2 separate regions of the Mus musculus genome follow, and region 1 is linked to region 2. Evidence: chromatin contacts called from public Hi-C data. All regions are on one chromosome and are shown on one strand. Each heading gives the region's core, a stretch centred on a gene start, on an enhancer-like site or on the middle of the called end of the contact. The rest is flanking DNA. Distances are from core to core; before and after follow the strand shown. Region 1 overlaps 2310043O21Rik (RIKEN cDNA 2310043O21 gene). Region 2 has its middle 10 kb from the start of Gm35248.

Evidence for each region. Hi-C and Micro-C count contacts between places; a contact is called where the count stands out from the background.
Region 1: a contact with region 2 is called in a Hi-C map of liver, with 1.7 times the contacts expected there. The contact joins two enhancer-like sites. A contact is called at or near these places in 1 of 39 promoter capture datasets (liver), 2 of 484 Hi-C or Micro-C datasets (both in liver), 3 of 115 datasets of contacts at active chromatin or transcription factors (craniofacial prominence, extraembryonic endoderm stem cells and intestinal villus epithelium) and 3 of 9 other capture datasets (adipose tissue, embryonic stem cells and liver).

Annotation. Positions count from the first base shown.
Region 1 is chr15:38,567,906-38,573,515 of GRCm38.p6, reverse strand. All of the region lies in intron 2 of 2310043O21Rik (RIKEN cDNA 2310043O21 gene), which reads left to right. It overlaps Gm41309 (a long non-coding RNA gene), which reads left to right. Exons shown (of 3, transcript XR_875194.2): 3 at 4,001-4,984. Among named protein-coding and RNA genes, the nearest start is that of 2310043O21Rik, 24 kb to the left of the region's middle. Within about 2 kb of position 2,640, at least 34 of the 459 cell types and tissues checked have an H3K27ac peak or open chromatin away from gene starts, as enhancers often do. A contact at or near this core is called in liver, where this site is marked.
Region 2 is chr15:38,286,341-38,291,225 of GRCm38.p6, reverse strand. No RefSeq gene overlaps it. Among named protein-coding and RNA genes, the nearest start is that of Gm35248, 10 kb to the left of the region's middle. Within about 2 kb of position 1,990, at least 50 of the 459 cell types and tissues checked have an H3K27ac peak or open chromatin away from gene starts, as enhancers often do. A contact at or near this core is called in liver, where this site is marked.

The DNA of each region.
Region 1 (5,610 bases), core at 1,391-3,890, 280 kb before region 2:
GGTGTTGGCCAGCTACTCCTGGGCATGGGGCCTGCTCTGCAGTATGCTTAGTATATCCAGTTAGACTCCGTCGGAGAAAACTACTTTTTCTTTGATAGCAAGTAGCTAGTGTAAGTAGCTTCTTAATTAGGGGTGGGAGCTCATGTCTACCTCTTCCTCTCAGTCAGGCTTGAACCTGTGCAGGTCCTGTGCATGCCACCATAGTCTCTGTCAGTGCACATATGCATCAGCCCTGCTGTGTGCCAATGACACTGCTTCCTTGGGGTCCTCCATCACCTCTGGCTCCAACAATCTTTCTGCCTCCTCTTCCACATAGATCCCTGAGCCTTGGGGGGGAGGGGGTAGAAGTGGGGGTTGATAACAATGCCCCACTGAGGACTGGGTGGTCCAGAGTCTCTCACTCTCTGCACATGGTAGGTCTCAGTGTTAAGCACTGTAAGAGAAAGTTTCTCTGATGAGCCCTGAAGAGGCACTGATCTGAGCCCCCACCCAGTGTGGTCACTGGGGGATCCCTGTGGCAGCACACAGAGACATGTCAATGGGCGGATAGGGTCCCTTTCACTATTTAGCCCAGGCTGGCCTCAGATGCTCAGCCAGTCTCTGCCCTCAGATGGCTCAGCCTGCGGGCCAGCACTCCTATCTTAACAGACGTATCTTTTGAAACTGTGACTCATGTTCCTGCTGTATTAGTCAAGATGCTGTTTTCAAACCACAGAAAACAACAGTGGCAAACTTTTCAATGGAAGAAGAATTTACTTAATAGGTGACTCAGGAACTCAGAGAACAAGAAGGAAGGCTAGGAAGGAAGCTCAGGATGGCGTCAGCAGCAAACTCCAAAATGGCTTGCTAAGGGACCCACCCTTTCACCATCCAGATGTTGGTCATTGTATGTGGACTCTGCTGCTTGTGAACACTCATCTCTTTGCACTCCAGACTCTACAACAGTTATCCTAATCACTTTTAAATGATGCTGCCTCTCTAAGGTACACCCTCATGATTCAGAGTTCCAGGTAAGACAGAGCACCTGACTGTTGCTCTGAGTGCCATGGGGGAGGAAAAGGTGATTTTTCCTTTTCTTTCCTTCTTGGTCTGTCTGTCTGTCTGTCTTTCTTTCTTTCTTTCCTTCCTTCCTTCTTTCCTTCTTTCTTTTTCTTTGTTTTCTTTTTTGGCATTTCAAGGCAGAGTTTCTCAGTGTAGCTTTGGCTGTCCTGAGCTCACTCTGTAGACCAGACTCACCTACCTCTGCCTTCCAGGTGCTGGGATTAAAGGTGTGTGCCACTACCACTTGGCTCCTTTCTTGGTTTTTGCTGGTGTTTTTGGTTATTTGAGACAGTCTCAGATAGCCCAGGCTAGGATTGCACTCTGTATGTAGCCAAGGTTGGCCCCTTCTGGTCTCTAGTTCCTAAGTGCAGGGTTTACAGCTGCACACTGCCACGAATCTCTTCCCTTCTAAGCTTTGGTTCTCACCATGAGAACTGGAATCTGGCCTACCATAAGCTTGATCCCAGTAAGAAAGGCTTTGACAGGAGCTGGAGAGATGGTTCAGAGGCTGAGAGTACCCTGTTCTTGCAGAGGACTGGAACTTCATTTCTAGCACCCATGTCAGGTGGCTTACAACCACTGTAACTCCAACTCCAGGGGATTCATCAAGCTCTTCTAGACTCCAGAAGCATCGAACGCACATGTGCATGTACACACACATGCACACACACACAGAGTTGGTCAATTGTAGAGCTCAGAGGACAACTTGTGGGAGTTCATACCAGGACATGACATGAGTCTTGGTGGCAAGCACCTTTATACACTGAGCCACCTCATCCCCCTACCCCTTACTCCCATCTAACTTTTGAGGACATCCTGGGTCACTCTTGTGTGCTCATGTTCCCATCCTTTGATATTTTTACCAGCTTTGGACAAACATGCTCATTTTTGGTCCCAATGGTTGTTCTCTTAGCCTGGAAGACACTTCCATGTTCTTCCCAAGGTGTTTCCAAGTTCCTCACTTCAGGTTAAGTGTGAACAGCTCCCCGCTGAGTTGGCTCTTCAGCCTTTCCTCTGAGACTTTGTTTACACTGAAAGCTTCCTTTTTCATTCATTTGTTTAAAGAGAGAGAGAGAGAGAGAGAGTGTGTGTGTGTGTGTGTGTGTGTCTGTGTCTGTGTCTGTGTCTGTGTCTGTGTGTCTGTGTGTCTGTGTCTGTGTCTGTGTGTGAGTCGGTATCTTTTACTGTTCAGTGATGTGCATGCCAGGGAAGCTGCCCCGAGAGCCTCTGAGATTTCTCCTGTCTCTGTTTCCTATCTCATCACGGGGGCACTGAGGTTACAGACTGCCACGAATCCAGCTGCCCTTGAGTTCGGGGCATCTGAAGTCCTCACACTTATGAAACAAGCACTTTAACCCACTGAGCCATCATCCCCATCCTGCACCCATTGCTCGAGGGTTTATTTGCTAGCTGTCTGCTGCTGAGGCTGCTGCTGCTGCTGCTGCTGCTGCTGCTGCAGCTGTACCTAGCCCAAGGGTCACATGGCTCAGAGAGGGAGACCAAGACTGCGCAGGCGCTGAACAGGCTCCACCACGTTTGCCTTACCTTTTCCTTCTCTCCTCATCTGAACCGGCTCTCTGCTGACAACGCCCCAGCTTTGTACGTCACCCAACTGTGTCCATACAAAGGGTCACTGTCAGAGTAAGTGAGGTCAGACTCACTATTCTGGCTCTATTTAATCTCTTCCTCCATCCAACTCCCAGCCTACTGTGTCCAATGTTCCAGAGCCGCAGTTCCTAAGTGTGCCAAGCTTACAACTCAAAAATCCAGACCTGGGGCTTCCGTCTCCAGAATTAGCCCAGCTTGGGGTTCTCAAGCTGTTATGTCTCAGCTGAATCAAACTCACCTTACATTTTCTTTTACTAAGGACTCAACAGCTTTGTGTTTTCAGAGTACCTATTTGTGAACTGGGGACACATACACACACACACACACACACACACACACACAATAGTACCAAGAAGTGCACTGTTTTCTATCAGCCATTTATTATTATCCCTCTCCATTTAGTTCAAGGAACAGCCACAGAGAGGATGCGGAACTTGCTCAGAGGCACACAGCTAATAAAGGTGGGGCAGGATCCAGCTTAGCCGCTCTGACTTCTGAAAGCTCGTTCTGTACCCGCCTGTACTCTAGACGGAACACTTACGTCAATCCTATCACAGTTCCAAAGCCCCATGAACAGACTTCTTCCTGGTAGTTGCTGGGTGCGGTGGCTCATGCCTGTAATCCCAGCTCTCCCAACATGAAGACAGGATGATTATTGAGAGTTTTGAGGCCAGCCTGGGCTACAGTGAGATTCAATAACAATAAAGTGACAGACTGATCGTTTATTTTCCTAAGAACATTGTAACGCAGTAACTCTACCACATTATCAAGGTGCCCATCAAAATGGTGTTGAAATTATATATGTCTATAGATAATATTTATGTATTTATTTATCTAGGTTGTTAGAAATGCATTTGCTTAGTTGTGTGTGGGAAGGGTATGTTCATGTGAGCATAAGTACCCATGGAGGCCAGTTTCCTTGAGCTGGGGTTACTCATGGCTCTGAATCACCAGACATGGTGTTGGGAGCTGAACTTGGTCCTCTGCAAGGTGTTCTTAACCGTGGAGCTATCTCCAGGCTGGGAACATGGGCTCTGTTTTAATAGTTGCTCGATGTTTGCAGTACAAAGGATTAAACCTAGGGATCAACATGTGCTACACAAGTGTCCTTCTCCCGAGCTACATCCCCAGCCTTCGGTTTTCTGTTTGTTTCTTTATTTTATTTTATTTTGCTGGGAGACATCTTCTTGTGTATGTCACGTTAACCTTGAACTCTCTGTGTAGCCAAAGATGACTTTGGACCCCTGATCCTCTGGCTTTCACCTCCCAAGTGTTGGCATGTGCCACCACACCCAGATTGTGTTGAAATCCTACTTGTTATTTTTATTTTAAAACTTTATTTGTTTTATAGGTAACATGTGAGGTGCATGCGACAGTGATGCCAGCAGACAGCCCGTGGGATCCGTTCTTAGATCTCTACTTCCACCATGTGGCTTCCAAGGATGGGACTCAGGTCTCCATGATTGTACGAAGTTTACCTCTCTAGTTGGTGGTGTAAGTCTAGGAGAGTGGAGCCTAAAAATGAGGTGGACTAAAGACTTATGCAACAGCTAACACTACTCAGAGCACCAGGCACTTTACAGTCTTAAGGTTCAGAAGATTATCGTGATAAGGTGTGTGATCACCAGGACAAGCCACGTGTGACTGAAGCATGTTTTCCCACAGAGGCACATGAATAGCAACAGCTGAAGTAAACTCATTCCTGTCTGCTATGCCTGGGGGGAGGGGCGCACAGAAACACATTCCAAGAACAGTTCTATGTTTTGAAGACACTGAGATGAGTCTTCTCACAAGCACTCAGAATTCCTCACTCATGACGCTGTGCTTGAACAGTGTTCCGACGGTATAGCAAGGGCCTCCGTCCACAGAACCATGCCCCTGGTCCCTGCCCCTCTAAGAAGAAATGTAATTTAAGGGTTGGCTTCTTGTGAGCGTATCGAGGGTAAGCTGTGGGTCTCAGGCTCTAATCGATGGTGGACTTAACTCTGTCTTCAGCTGGGCGTGGTGGTGCACAATTGCAATTCCAACATCAGCAGGCAAAGACAGTTTGTCGACAAGTTCAAGTCCAGCCTGGTCTACGTAAAGACTCCAAATTAATCAGTGCTACATAACGAGACCCTGTCTATAAACAAACAAACGAATAAATTCTGGCTCTGACTCTCTGAGAGACAGTGACGAGCCAGGTCCCAGAGCCACTCAGCCACCACATTGGTGCAGTGTGTGTGGGAAGGTCCAGGGGTCAGGCACTCAGCAGGGCTGGCCACGTGTATCCTGTACCTGACAGAAGGTGAGAGTTAAGGTTGGCAAGACTCAGAGTCATTAAATGTCAGCCAGAAAACAGGCACCTTTTCTGGCTAATAATAAAAATTGTAAATAATTTACCAACTGGAGCTTGGAACCTACTCTTGGAAGGGATGTGATGTTGGAGCAGGCCTGCCTGCTCTTGGATGATCGATCGGCTGAAGTTGGTCTAAGGCCCTGTCGCTTGTCAGGACCATTGCCAGAGCCCTCTTGCCCCTCCAAGCACTCTCTCTTTCTCTCTCTCTCTCTCTCCTCTCTTCCCCCCTCTCTCTCTTTCGTGTGTGCGCGCACGCTCTCTCGCCATGGTTTGTTGAGTGTGTAGACTGTGCCAGCAATGAGCAGACTTTCGGTAAAGCATTACGCTGGTGTGACTGGGGACATCCTGACAAGATAATATTTGAATGCAGACACGGTAAACAGTGAACTACTGGAACGATCTAACCTGTGTGGGCCTCACTGAATCCGTTGAAGCTGCTCCTGCTTGGTCAGCTTTCAGGTTTCTCCTTGCCTTTGGACTTAAAGTGAACCAGTAGTTCTTCCCTATGCCTCCATTCGGACTTGAACCCTTTCCTCTCCTGGGTTCAACATGCCCTCTTCCCGATCTTGGCTCCATTTCTCTAGAGAGTCCTGACGATACATCTGTTTTCTGTTGTCTCTGCC
Region 2 (4,885 bases), core at 741-3,240:
CTTCCCATGTGCTGGGGTCCCGGCTGTGGACCACCATGCTCTGGGTTGCTCAGTGCAGAAGTCTGACAACCACTTCCTGTGTAAGCAAGCCCCCCGCCAGCTGGACTGGAGCCCAGTCTCTTGTTTTATTGTATGAGGCTTTACTCTGTAGCCTCCAGCGTGCTGGGATATAGAGCTGTATGCACCACCCCATCTTCAATTTGAGTTCCGAGGCGAGGGGAAAAAATGCTCTGACTGCTGATTGAGACCCCGACCCACATTAGAGAAGGTAAATCTGCTAACTCAATTTATCCAGCTCTGCCTTTAGAGACCCATCAGGGAATTAGACCACAGACGGGCATTCTGTAGCCCAACCAACTGATGCACAGAATTAAGCACCACCCACTGTGCATTCCAGTTCTGGTTACACTGATATGTCGTTCACTGCTGGAAATGGTGCCCACCTTTTAGAATGGGGCTTAACAGACACGCCTGCTATATTTCATGCCTACAGCCAGCAGCAAGCTCCAGGGAGATTTTGTACACCAGAGCCCCTGAAGAGCACAATCCACTATGTGTTTGTGGTTGCTATTCCAGGGTCCATGTGTGAGAACACACAAGTGTCAGAGAATGCAGTAGGATGCCCACCAAGGGCGGCCATCTATTCTGCAAGGAAAATCCACCCGGGATTGGATGTTCACAGAGCTCTGGTCCCCAATGTTCTCAGAGTTCTGCCTTAGATCTAATTATTTGGGTGCTCAGTTACAGAAAGCTCACTGTAAGGAGGTCAGTCTAATGGTAAGAAAAACACGCAGCAGAAAGGCATAGGCGTGTGCCACTTGATTAGAAAGCACAAGTCTAGACAGAGACACTCCAGACACAGCCAGTCCATCAACCAAGTTCATGGATCTACCCAGTCCCCTTTGCCCTGCTCAGAGTGACCCAAGAATCAGTAAGTTCTGCAAGCAAGTCCAGTGGACTCATGACCTCTGCCGAGAGACGCTCCTCAAAAGAGCTACAAGTGGGAGAAAGTTACACTCTAAACCCTAGGTCACGATCCCATGGAAATGTGGGTTGGTACAAGGGACAAAGGCATCTTTACCCCCAAAGAAATTATTAAGTCACATCTGTACGGGGTCTACCCCAATAGTATGGGTTTAAGTGACAGAATACCAAAGCCATAACCCTCTCGTCTTTGGTTCATTCTCACGGAAAGAGTTGAGTGGAACAGGGCTGTGTGTTGCTCTAAACCTTCCCTGCTCCTTACTGGGAGCTAGAAACTCCCTGCTTTCCCCAGGGGTACCTGTGACCCAGTGTGGCCCTGGCTGCCCCGCTGGCAGTGGAACTCAGAAAGGAGAAGGCTCATCAACACATAAAGCGGTGCTTTGCCTTACTTTGACTTTCCTGAAAGAATCTACTTTTCAATTCTAAGCTTAGGCAGGAGCAGAGTCAAAGTCTGTGTTTGGGAAAAGCAGCGTGAAATTCTGCAAAGAAAAAGAAAGAGAAAACGAAGCTGAGGCTGTGGACACGGGACTGCAGTTCTGCATAGGGAGGTGGGGGCAGAAAGGTCACATCGAGATCTGTCTCAGAAACAAAACAAGACAGTCAAACAGAGCAGAAATATCATGAAAAGGAGCCATGACCTGTGGTAGGCTTTGAGAAGAGTCATTCTTACTTATCTGATTAGATTATCAGAACCTCGAGTATCGATTTCAAAAAAGACAACCCATAGCGTTCATGGCCTCCCTAAAAGATGTCCGCAAGCACTTCAAGTTTATTGCCAATAGACAAAGAAAACCAGGGCGGCCTTGTGAAAGGAGCCCTCTGGGGTCATTGCCCTGGATGCTGAGATCAGTTCTCTGCCACCTGTAATCATGAACCCAAGCAAACAACTTAACCATGTCGTGACTTTGTTTCTACGTCTCTGAGTTTCATCTGACCTGTTTTCCAAGATAGAATTAGACTAGGGAACTATGGGAAGGGGTGAGGGCATAGCAGAGGGAGGGCAGTATCGGCTGAGATTATGTAATGCTCTGGCTTTCACCCCGTAGGGAGGAGAAAGGGAAGGGGAAGGAGAGGAGAGAGGGAGGGAAAGAGGAAGGGAGAAAGGGGGACGAAGGGAGGGAGTGGAAAGAGGAAGGAGGAAAGAGGAAATGACCAGTGACTTGAAGAGGCCACCTACATTCCATGGTGGCCAATACCCTGCTGCAGCTGAAATCAATTATCTAGACAGAAACGGCTCCTACAGTTAGGGCCAACAATCTGGTGTCACTCTATGGATCGAAAAGTCCCAAATAGTCTCGGTATGGGGATGGAGCCATTCAGTAGTCATTTTTACACCAGGTATTCATGCAGTCTCCTACACTTATGAGAGAGCCAGGCTGTGGAACCAACAGAAGGTTGACCTGTGATTTCCAGGTCTCTCATAAACAAGCTGTCTGGGAAATGCAGCTGCCATGCTGAGGAAAAGCAGGCCTGTGTGGAGGTTGGCATGGGTGGGTGGGTAGGGGAGCTTTGGCTAGCAGCTGGCACTTTTGTAAGCCACAGGAGAACACTGTGGTATTCCCTCAGCTTCACTGAGATTTCGGGTGACCTGTTAGGGTGACTTACAAACAGAAATTACCACGACTTAAGTGGCAAAGCGCCTGCCTGACAGAGCCAGCCAAAGGGCTCAGTCCCAAGAGACGATACTCAGTTATGCCTGTTTCCATGCTAACTGGAGATAAGGAGAGTGTGTTTGTGTGAGTGTGTGAGGGAACAGTGTATGCGGCGTGTGTGTGTGTGTGTGTGTGTGTGTGTGTGCATTCATGTGCATCTAGGCTCATGTGCATGCACACACAAGTGTGTACATGTGTGTGTTTCAGAGAGTATATACATCCATGCATGTGTGTGTGTGCACATACATATGTGAGTGTGTTTGTCTGTGAGTGTGTGTGTGTGTCTGTGTGCATGTGTGTGTGAGTGTGTGTGCCTGTGTTTGTGTTTCTTAGGTTGCAGATTTGGTTTTGTTTTAACTTTGAGGCCGGTCATTCTTACATAGCCCATGCTGGTCTCAAACTTCTAAACTCAGCTTCTTCAGGGGTGGGGTTGCTGTCCTGTGCCACGATGCCTGGCTTGGCAGGTATATTTTGAGGAGAAGTGATGGGACATTATAGTTTATATCTGAAGTGTTTTCCCCCAAAGTGCTGTGCTTAGGGGGTGGACACCCAGCCGACGGTGCTGCTTTGGGGGGTTCTGGAAGCTTTAGAATGTGGGACCTGGCAGAAGAAGTAACTTACGGTGTACTCTTGGTTGTATCTTGCCCCAGACCTCTTGTCTATTTGTTTCTTGTCCACCATGAAGTGAACAGTCTCCTCACCATGCCCTGCCACCGGTGCCCCTCCTCCAGCTGCACTCAGAAACATTCAGCTAAGAGACCACGGAACCTTCCTTCCAAACTGGGCGTCAAACTGGGAAAGCAAACCCTTTCTCCTTAAACTGGTTCTGAGGTTCAGGTGAGAGTCGTGTGTGTGTGTGTGTGTGTGTGTGTGTGTGTGTGTGTGTGTGTGTGTCTGTCTGTCTGTCTGTCTGTCTGTCTGTCTGTCTTGGGTCTGTCTGTCTGTCTGTCTGTGTCTGAGGCAGGGTACCTCGTAGTCCAGGCTGGCTTCAAACTCATCACATAGCAGAATTCTGAGTCTTCCTGCCTCCATCTAAGAGCTGAGGTTACAGGTATCTGCCACAACCCAGCTTGATTTTGATCAAACTCTGTAAAAGTGGCTAATATAAAGGACTTCTAGAACACTGGAAGAATCATTGTTAAGATTTTATTACTAACAACTGCTAAGTTTCAAACCCAGGACCAATGACTAGGTACCTATTTAATATATCGAATCAGACCTGGCAGCCAGGTTCTCCCAGCATCCTTCAGTCCCTATCTGTTACAGAGTTTGGCTCGAATACCCCACCTTCTACCTTGAACTCTCGAGCCCAGTGGTTGGGCTGCCCTTCCCCCAAAAGCTCTTCCCTATATAGTCCAGCCATTTTGATTACCTTTTTTGTTTCTTTGGCCTCCTGGCTACTGCACCTAGGGTCCCTCTTTCCCCTATGCCCACCCCCCGCCCCGCACCCCCCACCTGTCCACACATGGCCTGCACTCAGCCTGGTCATGTCAATTATGGACTCTCCCAGATGTCCCTGCCTCTACCTATGCCACAAGTCTATAATAAACTTCTCCACCACACCTAGGAACGGTCATGTCCTTTCCTTTTTTATTTATTTATCTTTTTATTCAAGAACAACAAAAACAACCACCTCAGCTGCAGCCTAGTGTGGTGGCACATGTCTTTAATCCCAGCACTTGGGAAGTAGAGGCAGGACAGTCTCTGAGTTCTAGGCCAGCCTGGTCTACATAACAAGATCCTGGTCAATTATCACTACTTAGTGAGCCCTGTTTAAAACAAACAAGCAGCTGGGCGTGATGGCGCATGCCTTTAATCCCAGCACTCGGGAGGCAGAGACAGGACGATTTCTGAGTTCCAGGCCAGCCTGGTCTACTGAGTGAGCTAGCTCCAGGACAGCCAGAGCTACACAGAGAAACCCTGTCTCGAAAAAACTCAAAAAAAAAAAAAAAAAAAAAAACCCAAAACTCAAAAAACAAAACAAAACAAAACAAAAACCTAAACAAGCAAAAACTCTGAAGTAGATGTCCCAGCACCTGTCATCACTCGGAGGTTGAAGGAGGAGGATTAAAGCAGGTATACGGCCACATAGTAAGTGGGTTCCAGGCCAACGTGGGCTACACCAAGTGAGGCCTCCAACTGGCAAAATAAAAAGCAGTGGCTTAAACCGCAGAAATTTACTTTCTTGTAGCTCTAGAGGGTTTAAATCTAAAATCAAGGTGTTGGTAGCATTGATTTTTCTTATGTCT